Linked DNA regions of Mus musculus: regions 1, 2 and 3 are each linked to region 4. A link is a contact called in public HiChIP or PLAC-seq and promoter capture Hi-C data. All regions are on one chromosome and are shown on one strand. The core of a region is the stretch at or near the end of the contact, and the rest is flanking DNA. Distances in the headings are between cores, read along the strand shown.

The links. Promoter capture Hi-C pulls out the DNA fragments that hold promoters and counts their contacts. HiChIP or PLAC-seq counts read pairs in DNA pulled down with a chosen protein or histone mark. Capture Hi-C pulls out chosen DNA fragments and counts their contacts.
Region 1: a promoter capture Hi-C map of adipose tissue shows a contact between it and region 4, with 6 times the contacts expected there. The contact joins the promoter of Creb3l4 here to the promoter of Mef2d in region 4. A contact is called at or near these places in 1 of 484 Hi-C or Micro-C datasets (B cells), 2 of 115 datasets of contacts at active chromatin or transcription factors (double positive thymocytes and embryonic forebrain) and 2 of 9 other capture datasets (adipose tissue and liver).
Region 2: a contact with region 4 is called in a promoter capture Hi-C map of pre-B cells, with 8 times the contacts expected there. The contact joins the promoter of Dennd4b here to the promoter of Mef2d in region 4. A contact is called at or near these places in 2 of 39 promoter capture datasets (liver and pre-B cells), 1 of 115 datasets of contacts at active chromatin or transcription factors (thymic regulatory T cells) and 1 of 9 other capture datasets (adipose tissue).
Region 3: a contact with region 4 is called in an H3K27ac HiChIP or PLAC-seq map of double positive thymocytes, with 6 times the contacts expected there. The contact joins the promoter of Ilf2 here to the promoter of Mef2d in region 4. A contact is called at or near these places in 2 of 115 datasets of contacts at active chromatin or transcription factors (double positive thymocytes and thymic regulatory T cells).

What each region holds. Positions count from the first base shown.
Region 1 is chr3:90,241,529-90,245,033 of GRCm38.p6, forward strand. Creb3l4 (cAMP responsive element binding protein 3-like 4) reads right to left here and starts at 1,615. Exons shown (of 10, transcript NM_001307934.1): 1 at 1,490-1,615; 2 at 1,194-1,308; 3 at 683-917; 4 at 404-525. The coding sequence starts at 1,304.
Region 2 is chr3:90,263,887-90,267,228 of GRCm38.p6, forward strand. Dennd4b (DENN/MADD domain containing 4B) reads left to right here and starts at 1,349. Exons shown (of 28, transcript NM_001356483.1): 1 at 1,349-1,675. Crtc2 (CREB regulated transcription coactivator 2) reads left to right here. Exons shown (of 14, transcript NM_028881.3): 14 at 1-239.
Region 3 is chr3:90,474,667-90,478,285 of GRCm38.p6, forward strand. Ilf2 (interleukin enhancer binding factor 2) reads left to right here and starts at 1,535. Exons shown (of 14, transcript NM_026374.3): 1 at 1,535-1,579; 2 at 2,339-2,398; 3 at 2,654-2,696. The coding sequence starts at 1,575. It overlaps n-TMcat11 (a tRNA gene), which reads right to left and starts at 1,265; the gene lies at 1,194-1,265.
Region 4 is chr3:88,140,726-88,144,455 of GRCm38.p6, forward strand. It overlaps Mef2d (myocyte enhancer factor 2D), which reads left to right and starts at 1,647. Exons shown (of 12, transcript NM_001310587.1): 1 at 1,647-1,949.

The DNA of each region.
Region 1 (3,505 bases), core at 365-2,864, 2.1 Mb after region 4:
GCAAGCACCTGCTGCTGCTTCGCTATCGCTATCACCCTGTCCTCATTAGCCAGGTGGATTCCCAGGGGTCCTGTCCCAGTTCCCTTTCCTGAGCAAGGCAGAGAAAGTAGCTCTGACTGAATGTTAATGCACACTGGGTCTTGAGCTCTGACAGCAGGCTCCCTCATCGCACCTGCTAAGACTTAAATGATTCCTTACCACCCTGATCCCCTATAGTTCTCCAGCCCCTACACTTTCCGGCTCTTAGAATTGCTTGTTTCTCCTTGGCCTTCAAAACCACTGCTACCAAAAGTGGGGCAAACCAGTTCCTCATTAGTGTCTCCTCCCTTTTCCCCCATGCCCCCACTCATATGAGGGCATGTATACTGGGGGAACATCAGTTCTGGTTGGCGTCGAGACTTACCATGGCTGCAGGAGGTGCTGGGGCTCTGGTGCTGACCCTAGGCAGGATATGTCTATGCGAATCGGAGGGCAGTCCACTGACTGTGCATGCATCAGGGACCATAAGTGCAGGGGTCCACTGATCTGAAAAAAGATACAGAGACTGGGACAAAGGAGTCAGAAGGCTGTGGTAAGGGCGGGGACTGGGCAGTGGCACAGTTTGGGAACCTTCTCCCCTTAATCTCACCACCAGGGCTGGGCCTGAAAGGGGCGTTGCCCTATTTCCAAAAAGTACACTGACCTATCTGAATAGAGATGAGTCCGAAGGTTGGCCCAGCTTCCCGCTGAGTTCCCTGTAGGGTCCCTGAATCATAGACAACCTCATAGAGGGCAGGGGAACTGGAAGCCTGTTGGGCAGGGGAGCCAGGATCTTCAGAGACCCCACTGTCCCTACCAGGAGATGTTTCTGAGCAGTGTATCATATTGGGATCGATAAAGAGGTTCAGGAAATCGTCAGGTTCACTCTTCTGAAGGCCCTATAGGAGGAGAGGGTACGCATGTCTGCAAAGAAGTACCTTGACAGTCTTACCTGACAGTAGTCTTAGATCCTTAATGCTTCAATGCTATCCCTTCTTGGACATAGGAAGAGTAACAATACGCGTCTATTTCGTGGGCTCTATTATGAGAACTCTTTCTTTGTGACGACTTAAGGCTTCTAGTCAGAGTTCTCTCAACCTAACTCCCACTTCCATTGAACAGCCTGGGCTACAGCCCCTACTCATCTCCCAGCTTTGCAGCCCCTGTTCTTGTACCCTGGTCACCGGGACCTTTGACGCGGGACCGTTGAATCCCAGCTCCAGGAAGGATCCCGTCGAGAAGATATCTTCTGGGGGTTCCAGCAACTCAGGGCACCCGAGCTCCATGTTTCTGCATGGGAGGGAAAGTTATAAGGAAGGTGGTGGCTGCCCTCGCCTCTGAAGCTACGGGCTCCTCGGCATTTTCTCCGTTAGTTACTCTTTTCCTCTGCTCTCATGAGGCAGCCCCTCGGAGGAGAACACACTTCAGGCCTTATCTTTGGGTTCAGAAAAATAGCCCCACTGGGTATTACCTGTTTTATTCTCTTTAGTTGTTGTTCGGAGAACTTTGCTCTGCCAAACCAGCCTAGCCCGCTGAAGCCCCAAACACTACACCTTTTCTTTCCACCAGGATCTGTATCCTGGTCCTGCCCAATCAGGCCCCGCCCACTACGCTGTCCGTGGAGTTTGGGGTAGGAAAGGGTGGGGGAAGGGAGAGGGTTGGGTTGCACCTGGCCAGGAACCACTGTCGGGACCTGCATCTGGGAGTAATATTAAGACACTGTCCATGTGCAAACAGAAATAAAACTATAGGTACCCACACCCTTTCTGTCAGTTTTCTCAGTGCTAGTAGATCTTGCTGCGGGCTTGATGTCTCGTCAGCAAAGAGTTGAGATAGTAGTGACTGGTACACAGGATTCCCAGGTGTCTGTTTCGAAGCCACAATCTTTACAAGTGGGAGACCCATCTCAGGGTAGAGAAAGAAACCAAGATTTTGAAGGCATCCTCCATCCCAGCTCCGGCCCCCTGCGCCACAAGGCATTCTTCCACTGGTGAATCCTAATTGGGCATTGAAGACTTAGGACCGGGTTTCTAGCCAATGGCTGACTATCTCGAGGCTCACGCCCTCGCGGTTAGCAACAATAGACCAGCAGAAAAGAATCCCAGAAGTAATTTGGCAGGGCTCCGGGTTCCAGCCAGAGGCCCCTACTTATATTGTAGGAAAGTTGAGCTAAAGCTTCCGTGCTGAGGGTAGGAACCGCACAGAGGTTGTTTGGGTTTGAGTTTGTTTACCTCGTGGTTCTGAGGCCCCAAGTTATTACTTAGGCAGACCTGTAGCCTGTGGACCAGGATTCCACTTTCTGGCAGCTACCTGTGCAATCGGCCTATGTGGATCCAGGAACCGGGTTACACATTGCTGCACTTTGGGGACCCTGCTAACCCATGCGGGGGGACACAGGACAGGGAAACTGCCATACATTAGCCAAACATTTACTTTTGGTTTGAAATCTTATTGTTTCCTTAAACTATTAGTTTTATGTATAGTTTTGTGTTTTGAAACAGGAGTGAGGAGGTCTCATTTCTCAGGGTGGCCTCCTGAGTAGCTGATACTGTATCAGTGTAGCTTGAAACCTGTTTCAGAGGTTGTGTGGGAGTGCATGCCAGTAATTTTCATGCCCAAGAGGCTTACCAGAAGTGTCTCTGCTGCCAAGGCCAGCCTGGGCTACATAAGATCCTGTTTCAATTAATCCCAGCATTCAAGAGGCAGAGGCAGACTGCTCTGGCCTCAAGGTCTACAAAGTGAGTTCCAGGACAGCCAAGGGTACACAGAGAAACCCTGTCTTGAAAAAAAAAACCAAAAACCAAAACAACAAAACCACAAACAAAAAAACCCAAAAGTACCAATTATCTATTCAGTGATGTGTCCAATAAGTTCTATTTTTCTTACCTCACACTTACAGCTGCCTTCTTGTCAGAAAGTATCAGATGGTGGAACAATATTAAAGGAGAGTTGGAGGAGAGCTGATGAAAATGAGGCTTTAATTTTGAGCTGTTTGCTTGTTCATTTTTTTTTAAAGCAGGATTTCATTGTTTATTCTGGCTTGTTCATTAGTTTTGTTTTTTTGAGGCAAGGTATCACTGTGTGTTCCTAACTTGTTTGTCTGTTGTTGTTTGGGTTGGTTGAGGCAGGGTCTCACTGGAGTTGTGAGATCATTATAATTTCCTTTTCCTTCCTCCTTTCTCTTTTCTTTTAGTGTAAGGGCAGACACTCACAGGCAGTAGAGGGGAGATGGCTCACGTGCCACTCACTGATCACCATGGAGGCCAGAGGACAGCTCTCAGATGTCAATCTTCTCTTTTAACCATGTGGATACTGGGTATTGTGAAGTTAGGTGGCTTAACCACTGAGCTAACCTGGCATCTTTTCTATTTGTTTATTTGGTTCTTTTGAGACGAGATTTTACTCTTGTTACCAAGGCTGGCTTCATTGTGGAAATTCTCCTGCTTCAGCCTCCCAAGAGCTGGAATGAGTGATGACACCTGTTTGA
Region 2 (3,342 bases), core at 99-2,598, 2.1 Mb after region 4:
GGGAATTCAAGGGAGGGCCTAAAAGCACTTGTAACTTTGAAAACCGTCTGTCTGGAGGTCAGAGCCTGTTGGGAAGCAAGGTGTAGAGGGAAATCTTGGAGAGAGGGCTTGTCCAGAAGGGATGGGCACTACCAGCCCCTCCCTATTTCTCTTCCCCTTGCAATGGAAGAGAGAGCCAGAATGGATATTATTTTTTATTAAATATATTATATGTTAATAAAAAATCCTATTAAACCTTTTGTGTGCTTGGCTATTTGGTACATGGCTGGGGACCTAAGGAGGTTTGGTGCCATAGGTTCTTTTGTGTTGCATTTTTGTTTGTTTGTTTTTTGACAGGATTTCTCTTACATAGGGCAGACTACCTAGAAGTCACACGTGCCCGTTGGCACCTTGGCTTCCTTAGTGCTAGGGCTACGGGTGTGCGTTAATCCTCTCAGAACTTTTGTGCTTGTGCGGAAGCACCATTCTCAGATTTAGGTCCCAAACTGGATGTATCCTAAAGCCTATACAGACTTCACCGAGGCAGCAGGAAGTCACCTTATGTGCCCTTGTTTGTTTAAGGCCCTGCCTGCTGCAGCATCAGGGGATGGGGCACCGTGACTAGCCTGACAAGTTACTCTTCTGAAGCCCTGGGTAAGGAGAGGCTGTTGTCCCAAGTCACAGTTGTTTCTGTTAGAAAATCCTCCCCTCTCCTGGAGGAGGCTATTGCCAGTGTTGATGCTTCTAGAGAGAAGTAAGCAGGCCTAGCTGGCTTACTTGGTTTATGTTTGGGGGACCTAAGCAATCTCATGTTCTGAGGACTGTATGTCGATTCATCCATTTCACTGCTCCATTTGGGTTTAACGCAATAGATCCTTGGGAGACAACCATGTTCCACGAAGGCTTTGTTAGACTTCACCCAGCATAGTGAAAGGAGTGCTACACCTCCACTATTCGGCTTCATGCCTTTCTTCCTCTTTTTCAATGTTCTTGTCATTTCTCGAAAGAAGAACTGAGAGTTTCTGGCTCTGGCCAGTGGGTTCTAAACGTGGAAGTGGGGAGTCACCTGGGTTTCCCAGGTCTAGGTCTTCAGGGCCTTCGCTGTGGCACAGTGGCCACATCTGACGGTAGGGCAGGACAGGAGCACCGACTCTGACTTCGGGGCCATCTGGGGTCAGTGTCTTGCTTTTTCCTCCGGGTGGTGGGAATCCGCTTGGTTGCAGGGGGCCCTCCCAGCCACCAGGGGTCGCACTGCAGGCGGCAGGGTGTTGGGCCGGCGCTAGCCAGGGTCACGGCCGCAGGCCCGGGTGTGTGGGGGGGGGCAGAATAGCGGAGGCGCCCGCGGCTCCTGGGGGGGTGGGGGGCGGGTATGAGTGGAGAAAGCAGGGCGCGTTGAAGAGCTTGGGGTCCCCAGCAACGTGGGAGCCGGGAGGACCGCGCGGCTGGAACTAGCGGTGTGGTGTGGCAGCAGTCCCCGCGTGGCGCAGCGCGCGGGGACGCTGGGACCGCCCAGATCTTCTTCCACCGTGCCCGGCGCCCTCGGCTGCTGCTTCTTCCTTCAGCCCGGGCGCGAGCGGCTCCTAAGTCGAGTGCGCCATGTCCGGGGCTGGATAGCAGCCCAGCCGCCCGCCGGCCCGCCAGCCCGCCCTCAGAGCCACCCGCCAGCGGGCCGGCTGGGGAGTCCCAGGGCAGGCAGGTAGGGGCCGGACCGGGCGGGGCGGCGGGCGGGTTAGGGCGGGCGGAGGGCGGGCGGCTCCAGGGACTGTCCCCAGCTGTTCTACGCTGCGCATCTGGTTCCGCTTCCTCCCTCCCAGAGAAGTGAAAGTGGAGGGGAGGGCGCAACCCAGAGCTAGCTAGCTGTGCTCGACATCCTACAACCTGGAGCTCCCGCGGGCGCTCAAGCCAGAGCACCCCTCCTTCCCGCCTGGGTCACGCGGCTGCTGGCGCTGCTGCCGTCACGTCCTCGGCAGTCCCCGCGCGCGCTTCTCTCGGCCCTCCGGCCTCTTGCTCAGCCACCTCCCCCGCGCCGCGCCCTCTGCCCTAGCCCCGACTTCCCGTCATTCGGCATGTGGGCGTTGGGACCCAAAGTGGCTCCAGTGCCGTTGTTTTCCCCCAAGGGAGAAGGGGCTGCATTCTATAGGACTCTTCCCTGGCTGGATAAGGGAAGGCCTGGACACACAAGTCCTGTTGATCCGGGACCACCCACTTGCCTATAGAGGGTCTCATCTAACGGCTTTTGCCTACTGTCTGGAGCACAGAACTACTATTGGCCTGCAGTGGATGAGAGAGTGAGCTGTGTCCTGGAGTTAAATCAGGAGGCTGACGCTGACTCCTGGCTTCACCTCTCAGATGTAGAGAAGCTCAAGCTAAATTTAGCTTGAGTTGGGGCATGTGTGTCCAGAGGCCAGGTTGAGAAGACAGTCGGTTTGGCTCTAGTTCTCTGAGGAAGAGCGGGAGGTTAAATAGACTGTGCATCCTGGAGACACTAAAAGCTTCCCTGCCTTGCACAGGACCCTTAGTGGGAGGTCTGCGTTGGTCTGATGCTGTGCTGGCACCTTAAACAGTACTATCCCCCCCGCCCCCCCAGCGATACCACACACCCATAGGCTGACTTATGCTGAGCTAGCGACAGCTTCCCCTTCGCAGCCATTTCAGGAAGTAGCCTCCCTTCCCCTCTGAAGCACTCTCTCAGCCTCTAGCCCCTTGCAAGCTACCCGCCAGGCTTCTTCCCACCTTCAGCACCCTGGGGCACCTCAGGACTCTTGGGGCTTCCACTCCCCAGGGTCAGGCCATGGAGGCAGGTGAGATAAGTTACCAATAGGCTGTTGTGGCCCCGATTCTGTCTTGGGCTGGGTGGCGCGGGCATGGCATGACTGGAGCTGACTCCTACAGTCCCTTTGTGCCTAACTACAGACACCTAAGGATCCTGGAGATGGGAAAGTCCTGGTTGCTTGGCCAACTAGGTAAAGTTAAGCTAGGGAAAAAAAAGGATACTTGAAATCTGATGAGCAGAAGCTAAATCTTGGGTTTTGTAAGCCTTCCTAGGCATCTGTAAAGTCTTCTAGAAATGAAAGGATGGGTGCTTTAAGAACATTAGCTGCATCGGAAGGTTCTTGTGGTGTTGCTACAAGAGCAGAGACCTTTGACAAAGCAAAAGTTGGTGTAATGTGGTAGCCAGAGTGAATGATGTCATTGCAGGCCATTACAGAAAATACTGTGTTCTCTGAGACGTAATTGTAGCGGGCAAGGAGAGGCAGGCCTTTAAAGGAATAGGTGAGGAATATGTCAGTTGTGTGTTGTAGAGTGGAGTTTGGGTTCTTTGGGAAAAAAGGGCTGATGTCACTAAGAAGGAAGGACCTAGTG
Region 3 (3,619 bases), core at 285-2,784, 2.3 Mb after region 4:
CACATGGTGGCTCAGGACCATATATCTGATGCCCTCTCCAGGCCTGCAAACATACATGCAGGCAAAATACTGTATACATAATCAATCAATCAATCTTAAAAAAAAAAAAAGAAAAGAAAAAAGGAAAGGAAAGAAAAGAAAATCTAAAGGCAAACTTAACCCATGATGGTAGAAATCCAATATGGTTACCTTTCTGAGATGATGAAAGACTTTTTGTGAGGCAGGATCTCCTATGTAGACTTACCTGGCATGGACTGGCTACATAGAATAGTTTGACCTTGAACTCTCAGATCCTCCAGCTGCTGCCTCTCAGGTGCTATAATTAAAGGCATGCTCCACCATGTTTGCCAAAATAGCGTTCTTTTTTTTTTTTTTAATTCTGTTATATTTATGTTGTGTTTATGGGTGTCACCACACCCACAACCTTTATAGTGAGGTCGGAGAACAAAATGCAGAAATCGCTGCTCTCCTTCCACCACTGTGGGTCTCAGAGGTTGAACTCAGGTTGTCGCGATTATACCTGCTGACTCACCTTGCTAACACGATAAAGTATTCCCTATTTTAATGAAGGTGCAGTTAGGTTACTTGAAAGGAATATATGCCTACGAAAGTAAGTAATACACCAATACTTGTCAGAATCACCTAACATAGCGAAGTGGGGAGGAGCTGGTGGAACTGGGGAAGAGAAATATGTGATCAAGATATATTGTATGACCCAGCACTCGGGAGGCAGAGGCAGGCGGATTTCTGAGTTCGAGGCCAGCCTGGTCTACAAAGTGAGTTCCAGGACAGCCAGGGCTACACAGAGAAACTCTGTCTCGGAAAAACCAAAAAAAAAAAAAAAAAAAAAAAAAAAAAAAGATATATTGTATGAATTTTTTTCAATAAAAAGAATCATATAATAGTAATGCTATCGAGGGAATAGTGGTGGTAAGTGGAATTAAGTTATTTCTCATATTTCCATAAGGTAAAAGTTATGTTTTCAGGTGAGGCGGCACACGCTGGAGATTGCTGAGTTTGATGACAGCTCGGGCTACACTAACGAGTATTATGTAAGTCAGGATGACCGAAAAAGACGCTATCTAAAAAAAAAAAAAAAAAAAAAAAGTTGGAGAAGAAAAAAGAATTGTATTTCTTGTTATGGAAAGGAAAATTTAATTAGATTGTCAAAATTTTAAAAACAAAGCCTCCGATAGCAGAGGATGGTTTCGATCCATCGACCTCTGGGTTATGGGCCCAGCACGCTTCCGCTGCGCCACTCTGCTACCCACTGGTAGCATTCTCTTCTTTTCCATAGAAGAGCTTACCATTCACCGCCTCAACTTCTGAACGCCCTCCGCTGTCAGTGGGGAAAATTGCCTTCATCCCTGTTATGTCTTCTTATTGGCTGGCTCCTTTACAGGGCATTTTTCATTGGTTGCTGCGTTAACCAATAAACGCGCGGGACGGAGTGAGGCGGGAGCCTATCGCGCAGGCGTTTGTTGGGACACGCCGGCCAGACGTTTCTCAGCCAGCCTAGTTCTTCCCAGCGAAGAGCGGTTGTGTGGCCTCCATTGTTCAGGATTAAGCGAGCCATGAGGTAAGTGGACAGAGGTGCTTGAAAGTTCCAGCCGAAGTCTCGGGGGCCTGGCTGAAATGGAGTCGGAGGAACAAGGGCCTGCATCTGGGCGGCCGGCGGAAAGCCTGACCGCGGGGGAGTGGAGCAGGAGGAGGCTGGCGGACTCCGGGAATCGGGCCCGGAGGGGGTCGGGGCCCAGCAGGGGGAGTTGTGTTGATACCTGGGTCTCGGGGGCCGGGAGGGGATGGAGGAGAGGTCTTAACGGCCCAGGAAGATCTCCCTCCGTGCGCAATAAGTAGGCTGGAGCGTTGCGCAATTTTCTGGTACCTAGTGTTTGACCAATAGTACATGCCTCGTAACTGTTAATGCTGTATTAATAAATGATAAGTCACTTTACTGTGCATATTAGGACTGGTGTGCCTCACGATCGTAGGTTACCTTAGTAGGGGTATGTATATCAGGTTCTGAAACTCGTATTTTCCTGATGTGAGTTTTGATAAAATCCTGAATTAGAAGTGGGGTGTGGTGTCGAAAGCTGCACTCACAGCACTTGGGAGGTAAGGCAGGAGATACATGAGATTCCGTCTCAAAAACAAGAAAAAGGAAAAGTCCAGAATTAGGATGTCATTGGGCACCATTTGGAATCTGGGAGAAGAGAGCATGAAATATCTATCCACTTCTGTAGTTCGAGGCGGTCAAGGTAAGTCAAATTGAAATAACATTGATGGTGTGATGGAGACCTTTTTCAGCGAATTGAGAGTAAAATGTATGTATTTTTAGGGGTGACAGAGGACGTGGTCGTGGTGGGCGCTTTGGTTCCAGAGGAGGGCCTGGTGGAGGGTGAGTGTGGCTGTTTGCATCTTTGCCTTGGTTTGTTTCAGTAGAAAGGGGTTTGGAGTAGATTGTTCTATTTCATTTCATGAAAGTCACGAAAAGCATTTCTTTTCCTGATGTCCTACTAAGTGGATTTGACCTTTTGCTAAGAATGATACAGCTCAGAAACTTTTCCAATTCTTAAGACAGAATTGGTTGGTGCATTGTGTACCTCTCTTGTGCTTTCTGCTTGAATAACTTTGGGTTGTTTTCATGTTTCAGGTTCAGGCCTTTTGTGCCCCATATCCCATTTGATTTTTATTTGGTGAGTATTTTGGCTTTGGAGGACTTTCCTGTTCACTTATAGGTGTAGAAATGGAGCCCCCTTGTTAATGGAGTCAGATACTGTTTGGAGTAGGATTCAAGAGTGGATCTTTTCTTTGTTTGAGTGAGGGTCTTCTGTATGATTGGCTGGCCTGGAACTCTATGAATACTTACTGAGTTGACTGCAAATTCACCATCTTCCTCCCTCAACCTCCTGAATGTTGGAATTACAGTCATGCATTCCCACATCTGGTGTAAATTTTTATTTACTTAGTATGAGTGCTAGAGATTTGAACCCAGGACCTTGAACATGTTAGATCTATATCCCTAACACCTAATTTTATTTTATTATTGTATTTATTATATGTCACTATCTACTTATAGGTATAGCTACAGGTATAACATGGCTCTAGTGGAGGCTACAAATTTTTTCCAGTTCTTGCATAACGGTGCACATCTGTCTGTAATTCTAATTTCCAAGGATCTTATGTCCCTGTTGATTTCCACAGGCTCATGCACACAGGATGCATATGCATTCACTGTGGCACTCACACATACACATAAATAAATATTTAAAAAAACAAGCCAGTTCACCAGTCAGTCTTTAAAGAGACTGTAATCCTTTTGTAATCCCAGAAATGGAAGCCTGAGCAGTAGGACCATGTTCAGAGTTCAAAGTCAGCCTGGGTTACTAGAGTGAACTGTCTCAACAAAAACAAAACATAGAAAACAGAGTCAGCAAGGTAGGAAAAATAATTCCTTTACAGTTTCATTGTAATATTTGTCTAAAAAATGTCTTTTTAAAAAATAATTTTTAGGACTTATTTATTTTGAGACAGTGTCTGTATCTATAACCTTGGCTGGCCTGGAAATCAGAGATCTGCCTGTCTCTGCCTCCACAGTTCTAAAAGTGTGTACTATATT
Region 4 (3,730 bases), core at 397-2,896:
GGAAACAGCCGGAAAAATAAACACCCTGATGACTAAACGGTTTCTCCAGCTAGAGCCTGGGGAAGCACTAAAAATAGAGGCCACAAGTGAGGGGAGGTTCCCCACGGGGAGGGCACTTTCCCATTCTGCTCCCACCATAGCCACAAGCAGGAACAAGGCTGTGTTCTCCCAGGGCTTGGGGAAGGGCAGATGCCTTCACTCAAGTCTTGGGGGCAAACCAGACTGCTCAAGGAGTACTGGCAGCTCTGTGCCCCCACCCCCCATACTACTAGGAAAACTAAGGAGCAACATTTGGGGACCATGTGTGATCCTACATAAATCAGGCTTCTGGAAGGAGGGGCAAAGTGGAAGGGTTGAAAAGGGAGGCCGAGGGACTAGAAGCCTACGTGCTTCCTGTTTAAGGAGGTACATATATGCCTCCAAGCTCTTTGCAGAATAGTCCTATTGAACTGGCCCACTATGAGCCTTTTCTGAACTCACGCAGGCCCTAAAAGGGCTCATTTTCAGCTGAGCAGCCCGTGTGGGTCATACAGTGCAACACGAGGCACTGTACTAGTCTACTGGGAACTAAACTCACACCAAATTCACAAGTTATGTACCTGGCCTTACCACCTTCAGCTTACCCAAGAGGATGGAGAGTTAAGAGATGTGCTTTGCTCTTTTCAGAAATAGTGGAAAATTTTGAACCAAAACAGTCTGACTCCGAGATTATAAATTTTCTAACCCACCACTTGTCGCCTCTTCTCATCTCTCCCACAAGAAGCCAGAACAGGGACTTTGTTCAGTAAAGCAGACCCTAGCTTGTTGAAGAACCTCTTGCTTCTGTTTTGCTAAGGCTTTGAAGTCCACGCCAGACTCTGTCATTTCCTCAAGCTCCAGGTAGAGCCAGCCGAGGACTTGTTAGTGACAGGATGCGGACAGGAAGTCTGACGGGTTAAAGGTCCAGAAGCAATGGAGCGCACAATCTTGTTGTGAAGCACTTAAAAATTCACCACGCCCAGAGGCCGTCGGGGATTTTAAAAGATTTTTTTTTTTGAGAGAGTTATATTTCTTCAAGACAAGGCTTCTGGATGTTTCCTGTGAGGCAAGGGAGGTAGTGGTTGGGGTCCCGCCCCTTTAAATTGCCCCCTCCGTAGTTAAGTGCGCTGGGGCCCGCAGGCACTAAAAGATTAGATCACCCGAGAATTATGCACTGTAGCTTTAAATGTCTGGGCGTCAACCGAGCCGGGTCAGGGGAAAGGAGGGGACCTGTCACAGGTAGAGGGAGCAGCGGAGCTCCCCAGGTAACCACGAGATAAGAGAGCGCGATCTGGCTTCGGAGCTTTGTCACACAGTAAGTGTAGGAGCTGGGGCCTACCAACACTCTTATCTCCCCAGAACTTATTTACTTAGATCCCTGCCAACTCTGGAGCTGGGGTGCTGAGGTACCCGCAGCCTCGCTCTGTCCCGCAGGCGGAGGGATCTGGGCTCCACGCGCCGTGGTCGCGCGCCCCAAAGGGGTGGGGCGCAGGCCGCGGGCAGGGGGCGGGGTTGCGTCCCAGGCCTCCCTGCCAGGCCCCGCCCCCAGCCCTGCGGGGCCCTCCCATTGGCCCCCTGCTTGTCCATCACTCTCGTCTTTTCCCCCCCTCCCATCTCGCAAGCTAGGCTGCGCGGTGCCTACGTCGGCCTCGAGTCTGGGGCTGGAGGAGTTGCCTTTGGAGCCCGAAAGGAGGAAGGAAGCAAAATATCAACAACCGTCGAGGCGGCTTGGGCGCTCGGCTGCGTGCCTGCCGCCCGCCGCCGCCGCCCCCGCGCGCACCAGGGGGTCCCGGCCCTGTGGCGCCGCCCAGGCCGCGTGGACGCGGCGCCTTCGCTGTTTCCCGTCGGAGCTGCGGCTTCGCGTAACCGAGGATTCGGCGGACCGGGCCGAGGCTCCGGGCGCCGTGACACCCCGTCCCCCCCACGGGCTGGTGAGTCACGACGCGCGTCGGCCCCTTTAAGAACCCCTCCCCCACGCCGCGCGGCCGGGCTCAGGGTGGTCTGGAGCGCGAGGGGTGTACGGGCGCCCTGGCACGAGCGTCCCGGTCCGGGCGGGGCGACGGAGGCAGTGTTGGTGCTGGGGTGTCTGCTGTGACAGCCGCGCCTGGTACCCGAGCCCCCGTCGCCTCGCGCCTTGGCGGGCGCAACGCACGTGGCTCCGGCCGCGATTTCGCGCCCGTGGGGGCCCCCTTGGTCGGGCGTGTCAGCAACGCCGGCTGGAGAACCCCTGGACAGTAGTTTGCAGCTGTTAACACCTGGCAGGACCTCTCCAGGCCTTTCTCTTGGACGGTGCGGTGCGGGCCGAGTCAGTGCGAGTGGGGTTCGAGTGGTGAGGCTGGCCCAAGGGACTACTGTGCTCCCGGCCTCCCACCTCAGAGATGGGGCAGGGAGGCCTCCCAGAGATTCCATCGAGCCCTCGGGGTTCCCAGTGGCCCTGGACTACCCAGCTTGTCCTGAGTGCCAGTTCTGCCTACGACTGACCGGCACATTGGGGCCAGGCTAGGGGAGTACAGTGGGTGGATCCCGTTCCCTCCTGCCCTACCCGTGTGAGTTTCCTCCGAGGCCTGTTTGGCTGTGTGAGTGGTGGATCTTACCCCTCCCCCTAGCCCTCAGTGGGTCTGAGCTGCCTGACTGTGGGAAGTTTGCCGTCTGGGACGGTGACCTTGGGCTGCTCTGGCCGGATCTCGGAGAGGAGCCTACTGAGTGCGCTTGGCCTTGGGAGCTGTCCACCTTCTGTTCGTCTCCCTGTATCCGCGGTAGGTATCCGCCGAGGGGAGCATTGGCGAGTTACCTGACAGTGTTCTCAGACACCCAGCTTCTGGCCTCTGGCCACCGAGCCCCAGTGCTCAGCCTGGCTGTCCCAACTCCCATGGCCTTGCCTGTGAATGAATTTCCTTCCTGCGTCTTCCAGGATGGGGGTGGGGTGGGATGATTGTGGGAGTGGCTGAGAACCTTGTTATGTAGGGTGGTTGGGGAATTCTGGAGCTTCTGTAGAGCACTTTTCCCATATACCCCAGAAATGGACACTGAGGCTTTGGGATTTCAGTGGTCATGTTCTTTGTTTGTGACTGCTGTGCCCTTCATACATAGACCCTGTGTGTGACTGCTGCGTGTACTTTTAGGGAGTCAGGAGCTTTCATTCATTCCCATACTTACCAAAGTGGTAGAGCATTTTACTTAAGGTCACACTTCAGCTTTTGTATCAGACTTATGTCTTCCCTCTTTCTGCCATATATTTCATGTAGGGAGAGACTCTAAAGATTAAGAATAAAGACACAACAAGCCTTGCTCATGCAGGCGTGAGCCTAGAGAAGAAACAGGACCCAGACAGAAAGTATGGGAAGCCTCGTGTTGGGGGATGGGCACAGGGCTTGTGCTGCCTCTGCTAAGCCCAGTGGCTGGAACAGGGTGTGGGGGACTTGGACAGGAGGCAGGTGCAGGTTGCCCATCCCCCTCTGTGTGGTGATATGGGGCTGGAGGGCCCCAGCTCTCTGCTCTGGCTCTCTAGCTTCTAGTGCACCTCCTAGGCTGGGCGATGTGACAGGCTGGCTGGCTGCCGTTATATAATCTCTCTCCAGCAGGTTTTTTTCTTTCTTCTCCTGGTCTTCCTTGGTGGTGTGTTGAAAGGTAGAGGCAGTCTCTCCAGGTTGGGAGCTGGACCGGGGGATGGGTTTAAGTTCACTGAGGCCCTGCTCTGACCCTGCTCTGGAAA